Linked DNA regions of Hordeum vulgare: region 1 is linked to region 2. Evidence: chromatin contacts called from public Hi-C data. All regions are on one chromosome and are shown on one strand. Each heading gives the region's core, a stretch centred on a gene start, on an enhancer-like site or on the middle of the called end of the contact. The rest is flanking DNA. Distances are from core to core; before and after follow the strand shown.

What was found. Hi-C and Micro-C count contacts between places; a contact is called where the count stands out from the background.
Region 1: a Hi-C map of seedling shows a contact between it and region 2, with 6 times the contacts expected there. The contact joins the enhancer-like site here to the promoter of LOC123448675 in region 2. A contact is called at or near these places in 2 of 6 Hi-C or Micro-C datasets (leaf and seedling) and 1 of 1 datasets of contacts at active chromatin or transcription factors (embryo).

What each region holds. Positions count from the first base shown.
Region 1 is chr4H:383,803,696-383,810,834 of MorexV3_pseudomolecules_assembly, reverse strand. No RefSeq gene overlaps it. Among protein-coding and RNA genes, the nearest start is that of LOC123448676, 440 kb to the left of the region's middle. Within about 2 kb of position 2,799, at least 1 of the 3 cell types and tissues checked has open chromatin away from gene starts, as enhancers often do. A contact at or near this core is called in seedling, where this site is marked.
Region 2 is chr4H:382,828,991-382,836,443 of MorexV3_pseudomolecules_assembly, reverse strand. It overlaps LOC123448675 (nuclear/nucleolar GTPase 2), which reads left to right and starts at 3,131. Exons shown (of 11, transcript XM_045125643.1): 1 at 3,131-3,438; 2 at 3,925-4,058; 3 at 4,307-4,436; 4 at 4,711-4,871; 5 at 4,981-5,082; 6 at 5,190-5,294; 7 at 5,371-5,499; 8 at 5,578-5,718; 9 at 6,094-6,194. The coding sequence starts at 3,183.

The DNA of each region.
Region 1 (7,139 bases), core at 1,550-4,049, 970 kb before region 2:
TTGGAATTTGCAAAAAAAATATAAAAATCCGGCGCTTTTTTTGAATCCTATTTTTAATTCAAAATAAATATTCGTCAGCATTTTAATCCAAATTCTTATTTTCGTAATTCTAAATTATTTAAATTATAAATAAACAAAAATGGAACGGAAAATTTTAAATAATAAAAAGAAACTAGCAAAACACGCATTAGTTATTTTTAAAATTTTAGGACATATTTTGAATTAGAAAGCATTTTGTTAAATGCATTTAATAGTTTTAATACATGAAATTGTACTTGAGATCATGGACTATTCTTATTGTACAAACATTTTTATAAAATTGAAAACATTTTATTGTATATGCGAGCATTTTTTACAAAACTCCGAACAATTTTTGAAGTCACAAACATTTTAATTTTTTAAATATGTTGATTTGTAATTTTCAGTTTATTAAAATTTTAAAGATTATTTAAAGTTCTAACTTATTTAAAATTAAAAAAATAAAACGGAACTGAAAACAAATAAATAAATAGAACTAAAAGCAGGCGCCTGTGCATGGGCCGGCCCATACGGTGTGCTGGATATGCTCCCAGCGTGCAGAGCGTAATATATGAGATTTTTACATGGGCCGACACAGTTTAAGATTTTTCGCTTGGTGAAACATTTTCTATTACTTACCGGTGGCATGGTGGGTAATTTATGAAAACATTAGAGTTATTTTCATGACGGACGACCAGAAATCGAATTTGCTTTATTATTAGGGAGAGACTAGCAAAATGGTCCGTGCGTTGCTACGAAAAGAAATATAATCTTCAATGATGGTGACTACATTATGTTCATATATCATCGCTTGATTTTAAAATTTTATGCACAAATAAAAGAAAATGTTTCTTCTTTTAAATTTATTCACAAGTTGAAGCAATCTTTACATTTTCAATAAATATATATCATTGTTGTAAAAAATCTTGGTAACTCAAAGATTTATTCTGAATTTTAATAATTTTTTTTAGAAAACAAACAATAATAATTCGATACATCCAACAGTTAATTCTTCAAAATTCACACAATTATATTGTCACAAAGATTTAGAAGCATTAATGTTTAACTATATACATTAGATCTTTCGTGAATAATTTTACAAATATGGGAAAAAAATTAAAATCGAGAACATTTTTTACAATTTACAAACATTTACTAGAAATCGTGAATATTTTTTATTTTTCGAACGGGTTTAAATATTTTCTTTTGAATTGGCGACCAATTCAAGAAAAGGCGAACATAATTCTTTATGTTGGAGGATTTTATTTTAAATTCACAAACATTTTTTGAAACGCATGAAGTTTTTCTAAATAAACAAACATTTTTATAAAATCAGTAATATATTTATTAAATTCATGGACATTGTTATAAATCAGTAATATATTTATTAAATTCACGGACATTATGTTTTCGTCAGCATTTTATTTCAAAATACCTATTTTTTAATATGCAAAAGTTTATGTAATTCTAAATTATTTAAATTAGAAATAAACAAAAATGGAATGGAAAATTTTAAATATAAAAAAAAACTATCAAAACAGGCATTAGCTATTTTTCAAATTTTAGGACATTTCTTAAATGCATTAACATATTTTCAATTAGAAAGCATTTTGTTAAATGCCTTTAATAATTTTGAATACATGGAATTGTATTTGAAATCATGGACTTTTCTTATTGTATAAATATTTTTTCTAAAATTGCAACATTTTTATTGTATATGCGAGCATTTTATACAAAACTCCGGGCAGTTTTTGAAGTCACAGACATTTTATTTTTTAAATATGTTGATTTATAGTTTTCAGTTTATTGAAAATTTAAAGATTATTTGAAGTTCTAAATTATTTAAAATTAAAAAATAAAACGAAACAGAAAATAAATAAATAAACGGAACTAAAAGAAGACGCCTGTGCATGGCCCGGCCCATACGATGTGCTGGATATTCTCCCAGCGGCCCAGTCCAAGATTTTTTTGTTTCTGAAACGTTTTCTATTATTTACCGGTGGTATGGTGGGTAATTTATGCAAACTTTAAGGGTAATTTTTATGACGGACGACCAGAAACCCTATTTGCTTTATTATTACTAGCAAAAGGGCCCATGCGTTGCAACGGGAGAAAGAAATACCCCACGACACACGCTCTTAATTTATAAAAAATGTCTATAATTTAAGAATTTATAGTTACGATACAAATAAAGATGGTCTTATCCTATAAAAATGCAGTTCAAAATTTCACAGGTCTTCTATTTTAACACGGCTTGCATGTAGATTTAATACGTACAAAGAATCAGTCAAGTGACCTTCAGTTTCATCTCTAATCCTGATTTTGTTGACGTGTTCATTGCCAACCCGGATGAGTACCGGTATGAAAGAAAGACGAATAATGACTTATTTATTAAGATTGCACCCTAGATAGTATTTTTATTAAACGTTTAACAGATAAAATAATATCATATTTAAATTGTACATATTTTTCTAATCAAATTCCATGTATAATACGTTAAATTTGGAGTTACGGTTTAAAAGATATGAGTATTTAAAAATATATTTAATATATACTACGAGTTTAATGTCATAAACAGTAAGGACTTTTTTGTAAAATCATCTCGGTGGGTTTTTCGACGAAAGCGATAGCCTCTTTATTATTAGGTAAAGATTAGGAAGAGATTAGGACGAGATTGTTTTTTTTTCAAATAGTAGAAAGAAATGCATAGAGGAGAGAGTGCCCGACCCAGCTAGCCTCACCACCACTAGTGCGGACTAACACTATTTATTGTGCCCTTGCCCCAGCCAAATGGCCACCATGGCCCCCACCTGGGAGTCTCTCTCTCCGTCTCTCAGCTTCTTCCACCTTAGCACATTTTCCTCTCTCACTATAAAAGAACGCCATGGCCAGCGAGGCGTCCCCATGGCCGAGCTGCACCCACGTCTTCACCTATAAATCGTGCCAGCTGCGCCTTAGGGTTACCTCAGGAGCCCCATCTCTTTCCTTCCCCACGCCACCGCCGCTCCTCCTTGCCTCCCTCGTGCCCGCAAGCTGCCTGCCGTGCCATGGCCGAACCGAGGTGGAGCTAGCCCCGGGCGTAGTAGCGCCACCAGACGCTCTCTGCTTCGCTCGCAAGAGGACGCAGCCTCGTTTCCATTCCCATGCCAAGCCGAGCCCGACGTTGTTGTCCACAACACCATCTTCTTCCTCCGCTTCATCTTCTTCATGCTCCCGTATGCAGCCACAATTAACGCCTCTGTCGTGCCTCTATGATGCATCCTGTACCTTTATTCCATCTCCTACAGAATCGTGGTAAGCTCCTGCTCCCCCAGTGTTCTTCCCCTTGAAGAACTCATCCGCGTAGTCGCCATTCTGTCCCCTTAAAGAATTTCTGTGGATGTTTGAGTCCATGATCGCCGAACTCCCTATGCCTGCGACCTCTGTTGCACACCCCGCCTCACACGCCCATGCCGTGGCCGGTGTTCCTCCGGCAAGCCAGCCATACCACACGGTTTGCCTGTTGGTCGCTGTGCATGCTCCGGGCAGAAAATAACAACGTGGTGTCGCCCAAGGAAGGCCGACCCTTTTATGCTTTCTTTTCGAGTTAAGACCATATGGTTAAGCCGTTAAGACCCTTCCTCTTGTTTGGTTCAGCTAGAACTGATCTACTGTAGCAACACGAACCAAATTTAGTTTCACTTGGTTAGTCCAGCGTGTTCTTACGCAATGTATCTAGGGTTCAAAACCCACGCATCCCATTTATTGTTTTGTTTTCCTCAGCTCTCTGCTACACGCGTAGGCGGCACAACCAATTGTCTTTCAGACTTCTAGTTTCGATCAGATTAGCTTTAGGGATTGTCTCATGTCAAGCTGAACCCACATATGATCCAAAATCAACCGTACGGTATCTGGTGAGCCACGCATGTACAAACCTAGGCGACGAGGTCTCTGATCCTTGTTTCGACCTTTTATTTTTTGTTGTTTTGATCTTTTCTGATGAGTGCCTGGTAGAATAGTTCGCCGAGAGCACTGATGCATTTCGGGCCGCACCACTCTGTTCCTGATTCACCCCATCTTTGTTTGTTTTATTTCTATTCGTCGATTTTACCAATATCTAGTGCATTGCATGATTGCAGAAATGCCATCACTGAAATTGCTAGTAACTTAATATGTGTGCATCCAAATATAACATGTTATATATGCAAAATGATTAGAATTTCATTTTATTTTACAAAATCCAACTTCCAATCATGTTCAAAATACTTAAAATGACGATTGCACTTCATTTGCATAAATCTCATGCTAAAATGGTTTATTCCATAACTAAATAATCACATCTCCGAATTAAATTGACTATATATGTAAATAGAGTGGAAAAACAGTAATTCAGATCTGGACCAAATTCATAATTTGCATATGGGGTAGTTTTAGAAATACTATAAGTTGCTTCCGACCTCATTTAAACTGTCTAGATAGATATTTTAATTATGCATCACCTCTTTCCATGTTTAGGAACATTTAAACTTGCCAAGTACCTAAACAAGGGTGAACCAAATATTTGAAGGTGGAGGTTCGTCAATATGGAACCGTTGCATATTGAACTTCACTTAATGTGTAGTACTACCTCCGTTCCTTTATATAAGGTGTATTTGTTTTTCCATAAAATTTCACAATGTAAGGTGCATTTCTTCTAATTCTTTCTAATTCCATTATTAGCCTTTCAAGAAAAGAAAGTATCTCTCCCTTGATTGCATGCATCTCTTATTATAAAGAGAAAAAGGAAAGAATCTCTCTCATGATTGTGTGTATCTCTTACTTTCCTATCCTAAATGATTTTATTCCCTCTAATCAATGATTTGGCCAAGGGTAATTTCATCTTAACATGTGTATAATTATGCGCCTTGGTCACCGTGTCGGAAATAATGCACCTTACATAAAGGAATGGAGGGAGTCGTTGATTGTTGTGCTTTTCCATGCCATGCATAATTAATTGGACATGTGTCATCCTTATTTGTGCATCATGTGTGTGAATATGTTATGGTGTGTTTACCATGTCATTTGTTTGTTTATGGTTTTGTTTCTCCTCACTAGAGTTCCGAAATCAATTCAGATTATGAGGATTCATTCCACTACGCCCATCAGTCTACTTCATGGTCTTCTTCTAAGCGGGATCTCACGGAAGATGATCATTTTCTTGGATACCACTACTATCATTGCTATGTTAGTTGTCTTTCTTCCATCATTATGTCTTGTTACCTACCACTTGAATGTCAAGCCTCCTAACATTACCATGAAAAGCTTCTAACCCCTCCACATCCATGTGACAACATGGATATCTACTTAACCATTGTTTGGCTAAGTTACCGCTTACTCAACTGTTCTTATAGTGTTGCTAGTTGCAGATGCATGTTGTTTCCATGTGACAACATGGATATCTTGGGATATCACTTATTATTATTCAATTTAATGCACATATATACTTGGTAAAAGGTGAAATGATTGGCCTTTTGCACAGTGATTTGTTCCACCTTTTCTGCCCTAGTTACCGATTATCGATGTTATGTTCCATATTGAGCGCTCCTAACATCCTTGGGGTTTTTATGGGGATGCCCTTGATTATTCGTTTTGGGATAAAACTTTTCTGGGAAGGCCCAAATTTTGTACTACATTTGAGTGATAACTAATAAACCTGCATAGGGACTAATTAACCCGTGGAATAATCAATACCCCGGGTGAGTGCTCCTCATGAGTGTTGCTCCAAAACAGAGCCACTTGCAGGGCCACCCCGGGGAAACTTGACTAATTTCTATCATGCCACCGTACGTACTGCTCATCGGTCGTGTCCTGAGAACGAGATACGCGGCTCTTATCAAGTTCGTTGACACGTGGGGCGGTCTTGTTGTATTTATTTTATCCTTCTGGAATGTCTTGTGCACCGGGACTCCGAGGATACTTTGGGATTTCTCGAGGTTGAGGTTTTCCACCACAGCTTGTGGCTAGTTTGTGGTGGATGAGTTGGAGCACCCTTGAAAGGAGAAATCTTTTTGAGAGCCTTTACCTCAGTTATGTGGAAACTTGGAAAGTTTTTAACACCCCGTTAAAGTAAAATTGAAGTAAACTCAAATAAAATTCACTAACCCTGTGTGTAACCATGAGTTTCTCTTCTTGTGGGGTTTGAACCAAGAAAAGAACATGGTGGAGCTATGATTGACTCGTAAGTAGGTGTCCAGGATCAGTTCTTGATAATTACTAGTTCAGGTCCGAGGGAGTCCGGAATGAAGGGGTCCTCACAGAGTCGGCTTACCAGGAAGAGGTCGGCCTGATGGGATGACTCTATGATGGGTCGGGTTGCACGATTGTCTTGTGTTCATGGAGGAGAATCCCAAAGACTGGCGTGGCAACTAGGTAAAAGTAGATTAGGTCGGTTGTATGTAACCTTGGTCCTTCCCGGCAACTATATGAACCTAGGGTTGAGTACATACGATCTCGAGGTAGACTCTCTAATTATCATCCACATAAATATAATCAAGTAGGAAGTAGTGTGTTACCTCCTCAAGAGGGTCCGAACCTGGGTAAACGTTGTCTCCCCCTCTCTCCTATAACTCATCGATCCAAGTTCCAGAGTTTGGGACCCCCTACCCGAGATCTGCCGGTTTTGACACCGACATTGGTGCTTTCATGGATAGTTCCGCTGGTTGGATCGCCGAATGATCGATGGCGCACCTAGTCATTAGCGAAGAGATCATTAACAGGTACATCTTCATCTCTAGAAAAATCTTCGCCTTCTGAAGCGTTGTTCTACACCCCAATCCGGTCGGCCACCTCGGCCTGGTCGAAAACTTCGCCCCCGGTCAGGAAGTCACGTTCGATAACCTAGAGTTCACCGCTGACCCCCGGGGAGATCTTGCATTAACAAGACTTTTAACCCCCTTGAGGAGCTCGCAGCCCCCGGCACTTCGCAGTCGGGAGCCGTAGACCTCACCACCGGGGCGATCTCCGTCCCCACCTCGTCCCTAGAGCCTGACGCAGTGATCACACTGGAGCGCGGCTTGATCGAGAATACTCTGGAAGTGATCTCGAACGCCACCAGAGGATGAGGAACATGGGTTGAACCCAAACAATCAAGCGGTACGAACCTT
Region 2 (7,453 bases), core at 1,882-4,381:
CAACATTGGTACTACATTTGCCTAATAACTAATGAACCACATAGGGAGTAATTAACCCGTGGATAATTAATCAACCCCCGGGCCAGTGCTTCGCATGAGTGTTGGTCCAAACCAAGCAATGTCCGGCGCTCCCTAGTCACTCGGGGTCTTAGCCAACCCGACGTCTAGCTCATCCGGTCGTGCCCTGAGAACGAGATACGCGGCTCCTATCAGGTCTGCTGGCACGCGGGGCGACCTTGCTAGATTTGTTTTACCCTTCTCAAACGTCTAGTCTGAGAGATTCCGAGGATACTTTGGGGTATCTCGAGGTTGAGGTTTTTCATCAGAAATCCAAGGAGATCACGGGTTTTCCATGGTCGAGGTTTCCGACGTAGCTTGTGGTAGTTTGTGATGGACTAGTTGGACCACCCCTGCAGGGTTATATCTTTCGGAAAGCCGTGCCCGCGGTTATGTGGCAACTTGGAAACTTTTTTTTAACACCGGGTCATAGCAAACTTGAAGTAAACTTAATTAAAATATGCCAACTATGTGCGTAACCATGACCGTCTCTTCTCGTGAGTTCTAATCCGAGAGAGGACATGGTGGGGTTATGTCTGGCTTGTAAGTAGGTGTTCAGGATCACTTCGTGATCATTCTAGTTCACGTCCGTTTGTGCATAGATCACCCCTTTTATTCTTGTACTCGTGAGTTAGCCACTCAAATAAATGCTTAGTTGCTTGCTGCAGCCTCACCACTTAACCATACCTCACCATTAAGCTCTGTTAGTCTTGATACCTTTCGAAATGAGATTGCGAGTCCCTGTGGCTCACATATTACTACAACAACAGCTGCAGGTACAGGTAAAACAATACTTTTACGTGAGCGCGATGATTGTTCTATTTGGAGTTTCTTCTTCTTCTTCTTCATCATCATCATCGTCATCGATCTAGGATGGGTTCCACACAGGCAGCCTGGGATAGCAAGGATGGACGTCATTCTCTTTATCGTTTGATTTCGTCCGTAGTCGGACCCTGCTCTTCCACATGGTGATTGAATATATTGTTGTATTGTGTTGTTCATGTTGTAGCTTGTGGTGAGTGTAAGCCAATTCCATATACTCATCTCTTTTGTACATGTACTTGTAATGATATCCATTCTTCTAAAACAAGATGCGCTTCTATCCCTGTCGAGGCCCTCGTGCCAAAAATAAGGACAAAATCACATCTTGGACGCTACACTAAGCATGTATGGTCAGATTGCGGTCATTCCCACTTTGGAAGAGTGTGCACGAATGTGGGTCCCACCTATTCTTCAAATGTTGTTGGGCTCTAAGGCTTTGGTCCTTGGTAATCGAAAATTCTCACATATTTGGTTGGACACTTCCATTTGGACCTTGGTGGGCAAGTACCCGCATCGACGACATGCCAAACAGAGAAGCAAAGGCCTCCGTCACCATGCTTGTCTCGTGGAAAATTTGAAATGAGTGAAACACAAGAGTTTTCACGCTTAACATCGCTCAATCGACAATCTTGCTTGCCACCATCTCGACCGTGGCAAACCTTTGGGTCATCGCTGGAGCTAAAAAATTAGGGTAAATAATTATGTGAGAGTAATCATTCATGTCATGTGTCCAGTGTACTTATAACAAACTCTATTCTCTCTTATTTAATGGATGAGGCAAAACCGTTGCTTCCGTTTCAAAAGAAGAATCACTTTTCTTTTTGAGAAATTAAGAAAGGGCTACTTTTTTGAAGGGAAAACATCAATTTTTTTTCCAAAATGATAACGCTCACACGTGTGGCACGAGGCAACATGGTCCACACGCCTCTATAACTATTCATCTTGCCACATCAAACATATAACATCAACGAAATCTTTTTGGTTTTCTAGACTTAAAAATGTTCATCTTTTAAATAAAAATTCCAATTCAAAATCTGTTTTCACCATTAAATTCGTGTTGACGAGACCTTTAAAAACTAGATTCCATATTGATACGTTTCTAAGATTTTTTTGGGGCTATAAGTTGCCACATGTTTACACCGAAGTTGTCATATGGTTTTACACTGAAGTTGCCACAACATGTTTCATATAGTTTTTCTTTTAGATTTAAAACTAACATTGTATTTCAATTACTTTTCATGACAATTTTTATTAATTTTCCATGACAAATTTTAGTAATTAACAACGATAAATTTAATTCATGGATCATGTCAATTTTTGGTAATTTATCATGGTAAATTGAGTTTATAGATCAAGGCAATTTTAGTATTTTGACCATGACAATTCTAGTATTTTAAAAATGAAAAATATTTTTTATATGAACCATGACAAATTTCAGTGCATGTATCATGTCAACTTTAAGTAATTTATAATGATAATTTTAGTTTATGGTTCATGACAAATTTGAGTGAGTGACCATGCATTTTAAAAATAAGTGACGGCATATTTTTTTTTACTTATGAACCATGCCAATTATTTCATGGATCATGGAAAATTTTAGTAATTCATCATGGCAAGTTTAGTATGTTAATTTCCTTTTCTATAACATATCAAAGTTTATTTTAAACGTAGAAGAAAAAATTGTTGAAATATATCATGGCAACTTTAGTGTAACCATGATGTCAATTTATGTGTAATAGATATGACAACTTTTAATCTAAAAAAGTCGTTAAAACATATCAGTATGAGATATAATTTCGAAGATTTCATTGCGATGGATCTATTGGTCAAAACGATTTTTCAATCGGATTTTTTATTTAAAAGATAAAACATTTAAAAAACAAAAAAGACAAAAGATTTTATCATTTTTGCATGAATGTGGTGACGAAACGCAACCTATGATAATTGAATGTGTGGGCTGTTGTTCCTCCTACCATACATGTAGGACTTTTTTTTGGTCTTGCTTTTCTCCCATAATTTGTGGCAGGGGGAAACTTGCCTGTTACGGTGGCCGTCGCATATGGGTCACGGCCCAGCAACCTGGGGAGGTGGGTACAGTAGCCTTACGGTGGCCGTCGCATATGGGTCACGGCCCAGCAACCTGGGGAGGTGGGTACAGTAGCCCGGCCCACAGATGGCCAGTCGACCGACCCATCGCCGTCGCCTGTCCTACAAAACCCTAGCCTCTCCCTCCTCGGCGCCTCTTTCGACCGCCGCCTCCATCTCACGGAAAAACCAACCAAGCGAGCTTCACCCAGCGCGCGATGGGGAAGAAGAAGGAGCGGTCATCAAATGTGTCGGGGAAGCCCCGTCACTCTCTCGACGTCAACCGCCCCAATGACAAGAAGGGTGCGGGCGGCGCCGGCGGCGCCGGCGGGAGCCGGTCCGCGGCCACCGTGCGGCGGCTCCAGATGTACAAACTAAGGCCCAAGAGGGACCGCGGTGGGAAGATCGTCAAGCACGATCTCCAGTCCAAGGAGCTCCCCGACACCCGCATCGAGCCTGACCGCCGGTGGTTCGGTGAGCAAACCCCCTACCTCTCTGTTCTTTTCTAGTTGCTGTCTGTGAGTAAATTACGTTGCTGTTGATCTGGGTGAGGTAAACTCTCGTGTTAGTGTGTGATGTGTACACTTTTAGGAGTATGAGAGAAGCAGAGAAGATGTGATGGTTTCATTTTCGGTTTTGTATCGAGTTGGTAATGTGTCAATTACCATGCATAAAGCTCTTTTGCTGATTAGAGTCCGTCTGGGTACTGATTGGCTCAATGAATTGCTAAGACACAGTGCAGAGAGTGAACTTGGTGGGTGATACATCAGATCGTGTACATAATAGTTGGTTAAATCAAGCTTTGTTATGATGTATGCTGGATTGAATTTGTTGATACCGTCATAGGATGTGCAGCGCACATGATTAACGATTAAATTTGTACATGAATTTATTCTATTATAAGCCTGGTGATGTAACAGTTAATGTTGATTGTATTATTCTTCCTCTTGGTTATCACAGGAAATACACGTGTTATCAATCAGAAAGAACTTGAATATTTGAGGCAAGAACTCCAGGCACGGCTCACAAATAACTACAGTGTGTTACTGAAATCTAAACAGCTTCCACTGTCGCTTCTGCAGGATCATCAGAAGGTAAACACTTATGTACACTTCTATCATCTTGATTATTGATTTGTGGACGTGTAGCTCATGGAGTATTAGTGTATGTGCCTTTGACACTATTTTGCTGAAACTAGTGTTTAACTTAATATCTTTTACTCCTGGGTTCAATTATATTTTTGGTTAAATAGCTTGGAACCTTCCATATTTATTGTGAAGTAAGTATTATATTGTAATATGATTTTTTTTACTCACATATGTTGCTCATGTTGATTATACAGCAAGCTCGTGCGCATCTTCTAGACACTGAGCCTTTTGAGCATGCCTTTGGACCAAAGGGCAAGCGTAAACGACCAAAACTATCCAGTCTCGATTATGAATCTCTAATAAAAAAAGCTGATGATTCTCAAGGTATGAGTCAGAGTAATTAGCTAAGTTTGGTCTCCAGTTCAAGATTATGTCATATGATAAAGAAATCTCAACTAACTAGACGACCTACTGGCTGTTCATGTGCTGTATAACGAATAATAATTGTTGTCGGTCTATGAAGTTCCATAATTTCTAAAGTCAACAAGCCAAACTCTTTGCCTGTGGGATAATATAATATTTAATTTCATCAAGTTGTATGTCCTATTTGTCAAGGATAGCTGTATATCTTGGTAAAATTTCAGTTTGTGCTTTTTAGATGCGTTTGAGGAAAAACATGCTTCGTCAAAGTTGCCAAAGAATGAAGAGGAAGATGGCTTAAGGGATCTTGTCCGGCATAATATGTTTGAGAAGGGACAAAGCAAAAGAATTTGGGGTGAACTTTATAAAGTTCTTGACTCTTCAGATGTTGTTGTGCAGGTCAGTTTTACACAACCTTGTGACCTTGTCAGAATTTCTGTGCACCTAGATATTGTTTTAAATTAGTATCTGCATGTATTGATCGCTTAAATTGTTATTTCTTGCACAGGTGTTAGATGCCAGGGATCCAATGGGCACTAGATGCTACCATCTTGAGAAACATCTGAAGGAGAATGCCAAGCACAAACACCTGGTATTCTTACTAAATAAGGTATCATTTTAAGTTGTGCAGCTTGTCTTAGTGCAAATGTTGATTATTTACCTGTTGCGATGTATTTCAACACAATGATGGCTGGGCGCATTTCATTTGTTGTTCAGTGTGATCTAATACCTGCTTGGGCAACGAAAGGGTGGTTGCGTACTCTATCGAGGGACTATCCGACCCTAGCATTCCATGCAAGCATCAACAAGTCATTTGGAAAAGTAAGTGAATCTTTTATTGTGTTATGATCGTTGTGTTCCTTTATAATGTGTGCTTATACTTTTGATCCACTTCCAGGGATCTCTTCTTTCAGTTTTACGGCAGTTTGCCCGTTTGAGGAGTGACAAGCAAGCCATATCTGTTGGATTTGTTGGATATCCCAATGTTGGGAAGTCATCAGTTATCAACACATTACGCTCCAAGACTGTAATTCTCTTCCCTATCTTGTCCTTCTAGATGACCATTTTCAGGAAAATGTTCTGATTAACGTTTATATACCTGTAGGTTTGCAAGGTAGCTCCGATTCCAGGAGAGACTAAGGTGTGGCAATACATCACCATGACTAAAAGAATCTTCTTAATTGATTGCCCTGGGGTTGTGTACCAAAACAATGATACAGAGACTGATGTAGTTCTTAAGGGTGTGGTATGTGTCTCCACTTGTGCCCTTTTTGTCTTCTCTTTTTAAAATTTCAGATAATCAAACATTTTCTTATCATTTCATCTGTTTTTATTTGGTCCATCTTGTTTTTTTGATGTTCTCATCTTTGTTCCTATTTCAAGCAAGTGTTGAATGTCATTTCAACACGAAAGTAGTTATACTCCTGTACTTGTAACCTTCATTTCCCATGTCTTCATGTATATTGTTATTTCATGATATGCATTGTAGGAAGGGTATTGATACAGAGTTCTGTCCTATTTTATGGAATGGCAACAGTATTTGTTTTTCTCGTCTAGCACTGGTTTAAGAATGGTAGCTTTGATATTGTTTTTTAAATAATGTACTAATATTTGTCACCAGGTACGGGTGACAAATTTGGATGATGCTTCTGAGCACATTGGGGAGGTTCTAAGGCGCGTAAAAAAGGAGCATCTACAAAGAGCTTACAAAATACAAGACTGGTACCATTATTTACTTTTATTTTTATTTGAAATAAGGCGCGCAGAAAGTTGTAGTTTACTTTTATTTTAGCTGTGTTCCTTTCTGAGCACATCATATATTTGGACAACAATAAAATCTCAGAATTTGCATAATTTACTAGACACCATTCTGTTATTTGCCTTGTAGCATATTTTTGCTTCTTAGCGGTGAGGTCCTTTTTTTTTTCTCGAGAAAACGCAGTGAGATTCTTGCGTTTCTTTGTATTGAAAAGGAAGAGTTTATATTACAATCCTCCTAGGAGGGACACTACTGGTGATGAAAATACATATAGCTAGTGCACATCCCAGGTCTGGGGGATGATGACGCGGAGACCAGCCGCTCCCGCCTTGGTCCAGAGGGACGCCTCGTCGTTGATCCTTGTAACCAGGTCGTTCACTGAGGGTTGGGTGCCCTCGAACACGCAGCTGCTGCGGTGCTTCGAAATCATCCACGGGGTCAGCAGGGCCATGGAGGCGAAGCCTTTGCGCATGGGCTGTGGCATACTCCGCTTGGCGCGATGCCACCAGGCAAGGAGGGAAGACTCGTGGCTGGGGGGGGGGGTGCACGGCAAGCTGAGCCAGGCGATGACGTCTTGCCATACCTGCCTGGAGAAGGGGCAGCGGAGGAGCAAGTGGTCCATTGTCTCGGGGTCCTGGCAGCACAAGAGGCAAGGGTCGTGGTGCTGCAGCCCGCGACGAGCTAAGTGATCGGAGGTCCAGCATCGGTCCTGGTCAGCAAGCCAATGGAAGAAGCGCACCCGGGGTGGTGCCCAGCTCTTCCATATGAGCTTCCAGGAGGCGCTGGGGATGGATCCCTGGAAGGTAGCCTTGTAGCAAGACTTGGCAGTGTATGATCCATTCCCGGTCCACTTCCAGATGAGCTGTTCGGGCGTGTTGAACAGGATGGTGTGCTCGATGGTGTTCCAGAGGCGGATGTATCGGCCAATCTCGTGGACGCCGAGAGTGCCCTCGATGTGGCGAGCCCAAGCATTGGCATTGAGCCCTTCCGCGACGGTCCGCGCCTTCCTCTTGCGTGTGGGGATGCAGGCGAGGAGCTGCGGCGCTATCTCGCCGATGGATCGGCCGTCTATCCAGCGGTCATCCCAGAAGAGGGCTGAGAGGCTGTTCCCCAGAGTCATTGTGGTGCAGGCGAAGAACAGGGCGCGTTCATCCGCCGAGAACTGTAGGTCGAGCCCACTCCACGCCCTGTCCTGGTCGGTGCGGCTGAGCCACAGCCATCG